Regions from separate parts of the Zea mays genome. Here region 2 is linked to region 1. The links are chromatin contacts, called in public Hi-C maps. All regions are on one chromosome and are shown on one strand. The core of a region is the stretch at or near the end of the contact, and the rest is flanking DNA. Distances in the headings are between cores, read along the strand shown. Region 1 holds the start of LOC100284791 (ABC-type transport system involved in resistance to organic solvents, periplasmic component). Region 2 holds the start of LOC100280829.

Region 1 (5,334 bases), core at 2,064-4,563:
AGTTGAGAATTTTTTATCTTTTGCCGAAGCTCTTTCTTGTCACAAAGCTAGAGCAAAATGATCCTTCAGTTGAAAATGCAGTGAACAAGCTTCGGTGGTGGTCAAATTTTTTGGCAGCACAACAGTGCAATAGCAGTAAATGTTGTGGTAACTTCACAACTACCCGTCTGTTTATATAGTGCTGCAGGTGGGAAGGTGAATCGTCAAGTCACTCGCACCCGCTGAACAGTCACCTGCACCCGCTGAACGGTGGACCACTCGGCGCCTGGAAGGTGAATCGCCAGATCGCTCGTATACACTGAACAGTGGACCACCCGACACTGGGAGTATTTTAATCGTTTCTCGGCAACGAGCTCAGGGAAGGTGTTTTCGGACCTTCGGCATTCCGAAGCCTGAGAGAGTTTTTCACGGATCAAGCTCGTCACGAAAAACGATCTAGTACCGTGAAGGGGCTACTGTTGGGGGTCTGCTTCATCGTCGAAGGTCCCATAAGAAGAAACACCTTCGGAAGATTGACACAAAGCCGAAGCTATCAATCAGAAGGCTTCGTAGTACATTTCCAAAGGCACCGACTTAAAGATGAAATGACCAATCGACCCATGATAATTTGTATTATGATTGTAAACCTTTGTAAAGGGCACGAATGTAATTCCGAACAGGCTGCGTCTTGTGCCTATAAATAGATAAACAGTACCCCTGTACTGTTCACGCTATCCTGTAATCGCTCGCGCGCAACACTTGTATTTTTGCCTTCTGTCAAGCCGAATGTTTAAATATGATTAAACATCGTGTTTAAATATTCAAGTTTGTATAATGAAACATATGAATGACATAATGTGTTTGTTCGTGCTATCTTTCATGTTTCATATGTTTCACCTTTTATTATCTTATAACCATGATGATGAAGGTACATCCTTCGTGACCTTCGTCCGAAGATCGTTATATCCTAAGGGAAATAATGTTTCGATGGACGAAGGACTTTAACATTTAATACTTTGTGTTGTCTTGTTCTTGATTCATAGCATTTGAGAACAAGTCTGCAACACACATCTTTACCCATATATCGTGTTACCCATTTGTCAAGGGATCACAACTTTCCATTCATCTCTGCTGAGGAGACGAGGCAGGGTAGCACTACGAGGTCTTTACAAAGTTCCACTAGCTTTAGAAAACCCGCTACGCTTCCTGTAGAGAGCGATACAGGAATCCCCATCTGAAAAGCCATCGCAACATGATCAACCCAAGAACCTCTCTATACCGACAACTCCCCTATTGCCCTTGCCCCTTTTGGGTAAGGTAGTCATCCACTAGCTTTCCTAATTAGTCAGCCAGGGGCGTCCCATACCACCATTGTGGTAGCACTGTTTTCCCGGGTGGTCGCTCCATGTTCCAATCAACATAATGATCTTATCATGAATAGTAAATACCTCATTGACATTAAATAGCATGATCATGAATATTGTGAATCTTAACACCCAAACCACATAAAGCAATAGCCGATACTACCCAAAAGTTCAGTGGTAAGCAAGGTGTAAGGTAAACCAAACTAGGATAATCTATTGGGTCCCATAAAATTAGCCTAAGCATGCCACAGTTATTAACATGAATATTAATGGGTAAAGAAGAGTGATCAAAGGCACAGCTTGCCTTCAGCGAGCTCCTGCTTAGAGTTTTCCACCGACTGTGCTCCGGGTTCCTCGGTCACTTACTTGTCTACTCGCAACAATACAAACAAACAATATACACAGGAGAAATTAACATCACACCAAACATGAGAACACACTGCACAATAATATTCTTCGCGTCTTTACGAGATCATAGATTCGAGAACCACTAGAATCAGAGTTACGGTTAAGAAGCTACGATTTTCCGAAGTTTTAGGTGATTGACTACGAAAAATATGTTTCTAGGTTGATCTTATAAATCATGAGAGAAAAAGTACTCCAAGGATTTTCCGACGGGATGGCTACAGGACCGACATCAAGTCTGCTTTATGCCATACAGAACGGATTACCATGCACTTTTCACCTTACTTACCACTGTGTCAACAACTACGACTCAGACAACGTCTCCATTAGACAGGCTCGGGTCGCGTTCGAGCCCAGACTCTGGCCTCGGCTCTCTGCTCAGTCAAAGATGCAAATACATGGACCAGACATCCTCCTGGCTCAAGTCAGCAGCAAGTACAAAAGCCATACCAAAGACCATACCATCTATAGAGGCTCAGACACGTCTCCTCTCCAATACGCGACAAACCATGGCACCCCCGGAGCCCCCCTTGATGTTATAAATAGAGGAGCCCAATGCTTCATTCAAGGAGGAGAACACTTCACCGGTTTTCAACCCAACAGCGTTATTGGCACTTGCCTTAATCACCAGGGACTTGAGAACTTCTCCCTCTCCTGATGAGCTTGTATCTCCTACTACAAGCACTTAGGTGCAAGCAATATAAGTCTCATCCCTCCTCTGCTGGGAGTAGGACATTCTCTTTCCTGAACCAGGATAAAGACTTGTGTCTACTTGTATCCCGTACTACAAATATGTCATTTTCCCTGATTTTGTTGCATGGATTAAGTTTGGGTGGAGCACTGAAGCCATTAAAAGATGGTATATATGTACAGAGGTGAATTTAGGGGGGTTTATCGGAGTCAGCCGACCCTGATACAATTTATAAATTCATTAACAAAACATTTTTAAAGTTCATAATAATTTATATAATATAGCAAAACTGTTTTTGATGACTTTGATAATATTTTATGCTAGATTCGGCGCTGGATGTGCATCATATTTTTTTTGGTTACATGGTTTAGATGGCATAAGGTAAGACCAGGAGAAAATGTGAGGATTTGAGGCTGCCGGCGCCACGGGCGTATCAAAAGATACAATTTTTAAGAACAAAGGCTTGATCATTAAAAGAAATTTTTTATCTAATTATTTTTATAGCACAAACTTTTTAAATGATAAATGAAGGGTTTTTTAAGGTGGTGCCCTCGATTTTGGTGGTGTGCTCAGTTTTACCCTTAGTGGTGTTTTTTGCTCAGTTTTACCCTTCCAGTGCTATAGAACAGAAGGGCAAAACTGAGCAAAAAACACCACTGAGGGTAAAACTGAGCACACCACCAAAATCGAGGGCACCACCTTAAAAAACCATTGTTAGTTGAAGAAGATATAGTTTAAATTTAAAATACTTGCATGCCTTATGTTTCGTAGCGGAGGAAGTATCACTTTATAATTTGTGTAGAAAAAATGGAGAAGGAAATCGAAGATGCGGCGATGATGTACTAGAAAGGAAAACGAAGGCACAGAGCGCATATACGCATGGCTACACAAGAGATGGGTGGGTCTTGTGTCCAGTCGGGGTGGGAGTTGGGCTCGTGCAGTGCAGTGCAGTGCACTGCAGGTGCAGTCTTGCTCGCCTGTCTTCCTCGGCACCGGGACAGCGGACCTCCACCGCAACTGGGCCATCTGTTCTCCTTCCTCCTCTTCCTCCGCCACCGCGCTTCTGAGGAGGCTAGGGCGATGCAACCGCTTCCGCTTTGTTATTAGCAAAGGGTAATAACAGGGCCCGTTATCATCATGCAAATCCAAATCCAATTCCCTCCCAACATCTCTTGCGTTGATTTTGCAGGAACCGTCCGAGAACGGGCAGCCAATTCTCCGATGCCGTCCGCTATGGCCAAATCCCTCCTCCTCCCTCACCCTTTCTTCTCCGTCTCACCCCGCCCACACCCTCATCCGCGCGCCGGATTCCCTGTTCTCAAGCCCCGCCGCGCCGCGCTGCTCGCGGCCACGCCCGCGCCGGACGCCAACACCAGCTCCAACAACAACCCCCTCGCCGCGCTCTGGCGCCGCACCCTGCAGCCCCTCGGCGACTACGGCTTCGGCAAGCGCAGCGTCTGGGAGGGCGGCGTCGGCCTCTTCATGGTCTCCGGGGCCGCCCTCCTCGCCCTCGCCCTCGCATGGCTCAGGGGATTCCAGCTCCGCTCCCGCTTTCGCAAGTACAACACCGTCTTCGAGTTCACGCAGGCGTGCGGCATCTGCGTCGGCACGCCCGTCCGGATACGAGGGGTCACCGTCGGATCCGTCGTCCGCGTCGACTCCTCCCTTAGGAGCATCGATGCAACTGTCGAGGTCACCCTTACTTTTCTCTCATAGTTCGTTCATTCATTCATTAACCACAAGTCAAGTATCCCACCTACATCCCTTTTCTGTTTCTAAAGTTTTTCGGTCTATGAACTCCTCTATTATCGAGCTGAATTTGTCCTCTCTCTCTCTCTCTCTTTATGTTTTCTTTTGCTGCAGGTTGAAGATGATAAAATCATCATACCACGAAATTCAATGGTCGAGGTGAATCAGTCCGGTCTTCTAATGGAGACACTCATTGATATCACACCAAAGGATCCACTGCCTGCACCTTCAGTAGGACCACTTGACCCAGACTGCACCAAAGAAGGCTTGATTCTCTGTGACAAAGAGAGGATGAAAGGACAGCAAGGTGTAAGCTTAGATGCATTGGTGGGAATATTTACCCGTCTGGGTAGAGACATGGAGGAGATTGGTGTTAGCAAAAGCTATAAGTTAGCTGAAAAAGTTGCATCTATAATGGAAGAAGCACAACCTCTTCTTACACGGGTACATCCATTTTTCCAAAATTTTCTCCAACTCTATGGAAACTTATAATTTATTTACCTTGCTGGAATGCCTGTGGAACCAGTTTCTTTCAATCAGTACGGCTGCAAGTAAGTAAGCAGGGTTGTTGGGTTCAAATGCCTTTTATTCCCAAGCGCCCACCCCTCATTCTGCATAGCCGCACAGCTTTTCCCGACCTTAGTAACCGGGAACTGGGAACGTGGCCACGTTCCTCGTTCCGGGAATGTGGGAACAATCTCATTCCCGTAGTGTTAAAACCTAGTTTTAGTAGCGTACCATGTACCACGTTCCCGTTCTTCGATCCCATCGATCCGAGAACCTGGTTACTAAGTTCCCAACACGTCACCATGTGCCGATGTTCAAATTATTTTCTAATTAAATTATTTATCAAAATAGATTTCCACTTCAACTTATTTGCCTTGGCACATTACTAGATATTCCAAATACCAGCATGCTAGCTCTGCAATCAGCTATGACTCATACCTAAGTGAGACTTGAGGTCTACTGCTAAAAATGTTGCAGAACAAGTTCACTATGCAGCTTGCCTTCCCCTGCTGGCATGTTTACTTGCCTCTGGAGCTCTACTTATGAGTAATGGTCAGAGGGAGGGAACCTCTGCTTAGTTGGAGTGTGGTGTTAGGTTATTCTCTTCTTTTGTGGGCAAGGGGGGGGGGAGCAAGATGT
Region 2 (5,472 bases), core at 1,196-3,695, 180 kb before region 1:
ACGGGCCGTGCCGACCTGGCCCGAGCACGGCTAGGCCCGACACGGATTAGGATCGTGTCGGCCCAGCCCGGATTATCTAGTGGGTCGTGCCGTACCGGCTCATGGGCCCTGAGCGAGGCCCAAGCATGGCTCGATAGGATAAAATCGTACCGGGTCGGCCCACGGCCCGACGGGCCTAACGGGTCCATAACAATATATGACGTTTAAATGATAAAAATATACTAAAAATATGTATTTTAAGGGTTTAAACCATATTTATTAGCTCTAAACATTTATTTACACCCACATAACCAACAAAAACACATGTTTCTTGTGTTTTATACTCTATATTCAAGTATAATATATGTATTTATATGAAAAAAATAGAAAAAAATAAAATTGGGCCGTGCCGGGTCTAGTCCGTCGTGCCATGCCTTCGGCCCAGGCACGGCTCGGTGACCGGACCTGCACGTGCCCAGTTCACTATGTGCCGTGCCGGGCCAAACTCGTGCAGGGTTTCGGGCCGCCCGACAAACCTAGTCCGTTTGGACATCTATACCTACGACCATGTATTTGTAGATAGATCTTAGAGCAACTTCAATAGTTCTCTATAAAAAAGCTTGCTAAAATCATATTTAGCAAGTTAATAAATAGCTATCGGAAGTACAAAATAACTTAGTATGCAATAGTTGCTCATATTTAGGGAGTAGTTCGATTTTAAATCTAGCTTTGGCAGTCCTACCCCTATCAAATCTGGCTGACGGCAAGGTTGAGAACAGAGGATGTCGAGGGCGGAAGAGAAAATGTCGGTCGACATGACCTATGAGGAGTGGTGGTCCGATGGCGCAACCTATGGGACAGTAGGGTCTGACGGTGAAGGAGAAACTTGTGTCACACTCATTTGATCTATCTACCTCATTGTGCTAGAAAGTGGAAAAAAGAGTGTGCTATACCTGGCTACCTCATTGTGTGGGAAAGAGAAAAAATAATCACGCCACTGTGAAAAAATTGACGTCAACATCATTTAGGGAGTTACTATCGAGTTGCTAAATGTGGAGAGTAAATAGAGTTGGATAGCAACTAACTAAATTTAGTAAATCTATTTAGAGAACCATTGGAGAAGCAATTTTCTGCTTACTTCTTATATTTAAGATTTAGAGAATTGTTTAGAGAACCATCGGAGTTGCTCTTAGATACTTAGAATTGTTTATGGAGTCTTTATCATTTTCAAGTTTATGGACTATAAAATATTTATTTCATTATTTCCAAATGGAACGTAGATGTTCACCCATGAGTTTGTGCTTCTCATCTCTTTAGCGTATCGTCGGCCCTTTTATAAGGATTTCCTAAGGTGAGTGTCATGTCATCCTGATATAGTCTCTAGTAGATTGTATTAGGGAAACATGGTGTATCACTTTACCCTAGTAGACATCTAAATGACATTGTATCATTTTCAACAAGTTCCCTATGCTTATACCCATTTTAGATGCGATATGAGAGTGTAACTATATATGGATGACCATCTTCTTAAACACGTATTTGGATACACGATAATATTTAGGTCTATTCTTTCGTCTGATTGTACTTTACGTGTATTTAGATCCTCATTTTATGTATATCTTTGTTACAGTTAGCCTTAATTAATTAAAGAGACAGTACTATGATTATGTTTGGTTCAACTTTTTTCTGACGAGCTTCTTTGAGAATCTAGCTAGGAGAGAATTCTCGCTGTGGAGATAAACTTAGTATCGTAAGAATTACATGCAGGGGAAGATGAAAGAGTCTATGGAGTTTAGGTATATAGAACGTGACAGATTTCTCATATCGTGATAGTCGATTATGTGTTCACGTTAATTTAGATGATTTTCGCTAAAGTGATTCTCATAAAAACGAGTTATAAAGTTAGACGTTTGAGAGTCTACACACCTTATAGTGGCTAAAATTTAGATTTAAACCGAAACAAAGGGACATCAAAGGTGTCTTGAGCCGCAAGAAAGAAAACGAGTGCACATGGGGATAGCAAGCCCTGGCTAGAACTAGAAGCAGCGAGAAGGAAACGCAAGGCATACAGATATGATTACCGAATGGAAGAGATTTATTTATTTATTTTTAGGAAAACATAAATTTTAATAATAGTAATAACACATGTAAACCAAAAAAATATGGGTGTGATAAAATGTTAGTCCGTAGATAAAAATTAGCTTAGCGCAAACAACTTTAGAATATTAGTATTATAATAAGTAAATAAACAAATAAAAGAAAATCGAACGAAGCACATGCCGATTGGAAACGGAATGGCTTAGGATCTCTGGAATGCAAGAATTTTACAGAAATAGTGTAGAAATTTCACAGAAATTAGTTTAAAAGTAAAAACGTAGGATTTAGAAAAATATCCTTTGTTCTAAAGAGAGCCTTAACTTTTTGTGGGTTGGTGAGTTGGGCAGACCGCGTTGCGTTGGACTTTTCTCACCTTCCAACTAACCTGTTTCAATTTGTATTGGGAGCCTTGCCGTGCCGGAATATTCCCCTCCGGCAGCCTCCCTGGCTTCCTCCCCGCGCCGCCCCGCCAACCAAACCCAACGGTGGCACCACCTCTTCCTTCCTCCTCCTTTCCTTCCGCGACAGGAGACCCCCTCGCCCCCGAATTAATTGCAGCTGAAGGAACCCAAGGCGGCATCCATCGATGATGATGCTCACCAAGGAGTTCGCCCTATCGCCGCCGCCAGGTGTCGTGCCGCGCCGGAGGCCGTCGGCGAGGGTCGCACCCACCGCCGCTCGAGGGGGTTCGCCGGTGCCCGACCTATGGCTGCGGACCGCCGCCCCCGTCCCCGCTTCCGCCGCCGCCGGCTTCGCCAGCAGCCACAGCCACGACGGCGACTGCGACCTGGCCATGCTCGTCACCGACTTCCTCGAGAACGGGGCCACCGCCGGTTCCGGAGACTCCCGCAATAGCAGCGACAGTGAATCCGGTCTCCCTGACCTCGCCCACCTCGCGGACACGATCTCGGTACGCCTCACGCCCCTCTTCCCCTACCTGGCTCGTGCTTTCCTTCCATTTCCATTAGCTAGCTTTGCCATGCAAATATGCAATCATGCTTACGGAGTTTCTGTTGATGATTTGATTTGCTTTGACCCTAAACAACCGAACCAATGCCCCCGTGGCTTTGTATGATGTTTGAGATTGATTGCGCACCCAGTCGACATTACTGCTTTATTTACTAGACTAGATGGATACACTACTCTCGTGTAGATCATCACGCTTCAAATTAATTTCTGTTTCTAGTTTTTCACACCACGTGCTGTCATCATCATCATCATCATACATGACACCAAAATTCACCTGTATCCTTACCATAGTGTCTTTCTCGGTCTGTTCAAAACATTGTTCTCCTGCCATCACCTAATGTTTGTGACTTTCATTGCATCGTGCCCTTCTAATATGTCCTTTCAGCCTTACAATTTGCCTCTACATTTGTATGCCTCAACTTACACTACCTGGCCCCTGCACCCTGATTTAGATGTTGAAGCAGGGTGGAGACGAGAAAGAAAACGAGCTGCTCGCCATGGTCCACTCGCTACTCCTCTCTATCCATGAGCCGCAGCTTCAGCCTTTCAAAACAGGCCAATGTGGAGGCAGCTGCATCCGCCATTTGCTTGTCAAGCTCTTGAGATACTCGGGAAACGACGCAGCAGTTTGCACATCCAAATGGCAGGGGTTTGACAAGATACCTGGAGGTACTTGAGATGACAACTTGGCTTATCTATCTATGCTTCCTACTGAGAGAAGAGAGCACCTGATTAAGTACGGTGTTCTAGGCTAAACTGTTTGTGGTTTCCCCAATCAGGTGACTACGAGTACATTGATGTCATAATGCACGGTGATACTACAGCTCCAGAGCGTCTAATCGTTGATATCGACTTCAGAAGCCACTTTGAAATTGCCAGGGCAGTTGATTCTTATGGCACCCTGTTGAATTCGCTCCCAGTGGTCTTTGTTGGCACCCTTCCGCGACTGAAGCAGTTCCTGCATGTGATGGTAGATGCTGCAAAATGGTCCCTGAAGCAAAACTCAATGCCCCTTCCTCCCTGGAGATCCTTGCCTTACCTCCAAGCGAAATGGCAGTCCAAGTATGAGAGGAAAGATTCCATTACCGAGGGAGGCTTCCAGAGCACATCTTCTGATCACGCGCTGTGCATTGGGCACCTGAAGAGGCTGAAAACGTCCCTGCAGTTAGAGCTTGAGACCGCAGGATTACTGATGATGCCAATCAAGGCCAACAAGAAGAGGATGCCAAAGTCATCTGAGAGGCGGAGGCGGCGTTCCCTTCTCAGCTGTTGATTTATGTTCCTTGGACACATAAGAATACTATAAAGGAGAAGGAACAACAGCTTGCTGCTGGCTATTTTTGTTTCCTCAGAAAATGGAGAAATGAGAGGCTTTTTTCATCCGTCCAATACATAATGGTGGAGACTCTTCTTACAGGTTTGGAGTTTACAGATTAGGTAAAACAGAAGGTGGATACTAACAGGCCATGTTAGTGCCAGTTTTTTTTTTTCCTTTTCCCTTTTTGAAGGCACATAAGAAAAGGACGAAGAAAATAGTTTTTTTTGTTTGTTTTAGTTTTTGCTTCTTTCCGGCAGAGATGGATATGCTAGTGGTGAATCTGCTGCACTGCATATGCCACGTACAAGTGAGAGTTAGTATTACAAAATCAAACTTTCCCCGCTATATATTGATTTTTTTGGTGACCCATTTTGGTACTCCAGAAACTGATAGACACGATTGATTGCCGCATTGTAACCGTAGAATGCACAAGTTGGGTGATACGCTTATTGAAGTTGAAGAATATTCGTTGTTCGTTTGTAATTGTAAACTGGTGATAGTGGTTGAGAATGAGAAGTTCTCTGTTCAGGCAGTGTTGGTGCTAGACAGCTAGAGCCTTTAATTTTATGAGAGAAAGAGACTTGTGATGAAGAAGTGAAGGAGCAAGTGGCAGTCAAAGAATGCGTAGAGCATGCGCGGCAGCTGGGCAGGTCCGGTGCCACTGGTGTGTGGACCTGTGGTCAATGCAAGCCCATATTCCCAGTGTTGTGTTGATTCCTTTGTCAACTTGCCAAACAATCATAATTTGATACTTCCCCCTGATTTTGGTTAAATAAATTGTGTGTATGCTGTAGCCGTGGCTGGCCAAAGACGAGTGTTGGCTAATTACTCAATCAGAACTGATGAAATTTTCTATTTCATATCATATCCTTGAATAGCACATTGTCTTCGCTATTCTCTATATAAAGTCTAAAATACTCTCAAATTGTTTATTTATAATTATTCATTTACACAATATTAATCTACTCACGTTGTCCTAAATACACATTCTAGTTTTTTTCTACAACCTTCGTCGGAGGCTTCGTGTCCTGCAAAGTAAGCGTGTGTTTGGTTAGCAGGTCGGAACGGGTTGAACCCGCATCAACCCTTGTTTGGTTTAAAAGGTTCGC

Evidence for each region. Hi-C and Micro-C count contacts between places; a contact is called where the count stands out from the background.
Region 2: a contact with region 1 is called in a Hi-C map of tassel, with 5 times the contacts expected there. The contact joins the promoter of LOC100280829 here to the promoter of LOC100284791 in region 1. A contact is called at or near these places in 5 of 25 Hi-C or Micro-C datasets (ear, endosperm, leaf and 1 more).

The regions. Positions count from the first base shown.
Region 1 is chr3:146,161,486-146,166,819 of Zm-B73-REFERENCE-NAM-5.0, reverse strand. It overlaps LOC100284791 (ABC-type transport system involved in resistance to organic solvents, periplasmic component), which reads left to right and starts at 3,313. Exons shown (of 6, transcript NM_001157686.2): 1 at 3,313-3,552; 2 at 3,629-4,131; 3 at 4,303-4,632. The coding sequence starts at 3,661.
Region 2 is chr3:146,340,171-146,345,642 of Zm-B73-REFERENCE-NAM-5.0, reverse strand. It overlaps LOC100280829, which reads left to right and starts at 2,445. Exons shown (of 3, transcript NM_001153749.1): 1 at 2,445-2,986; 2 at 3,498-3,714; 3 at 3,825-4,691. The coding sequence starts at 2,663. The coding sequence ends at 4,318.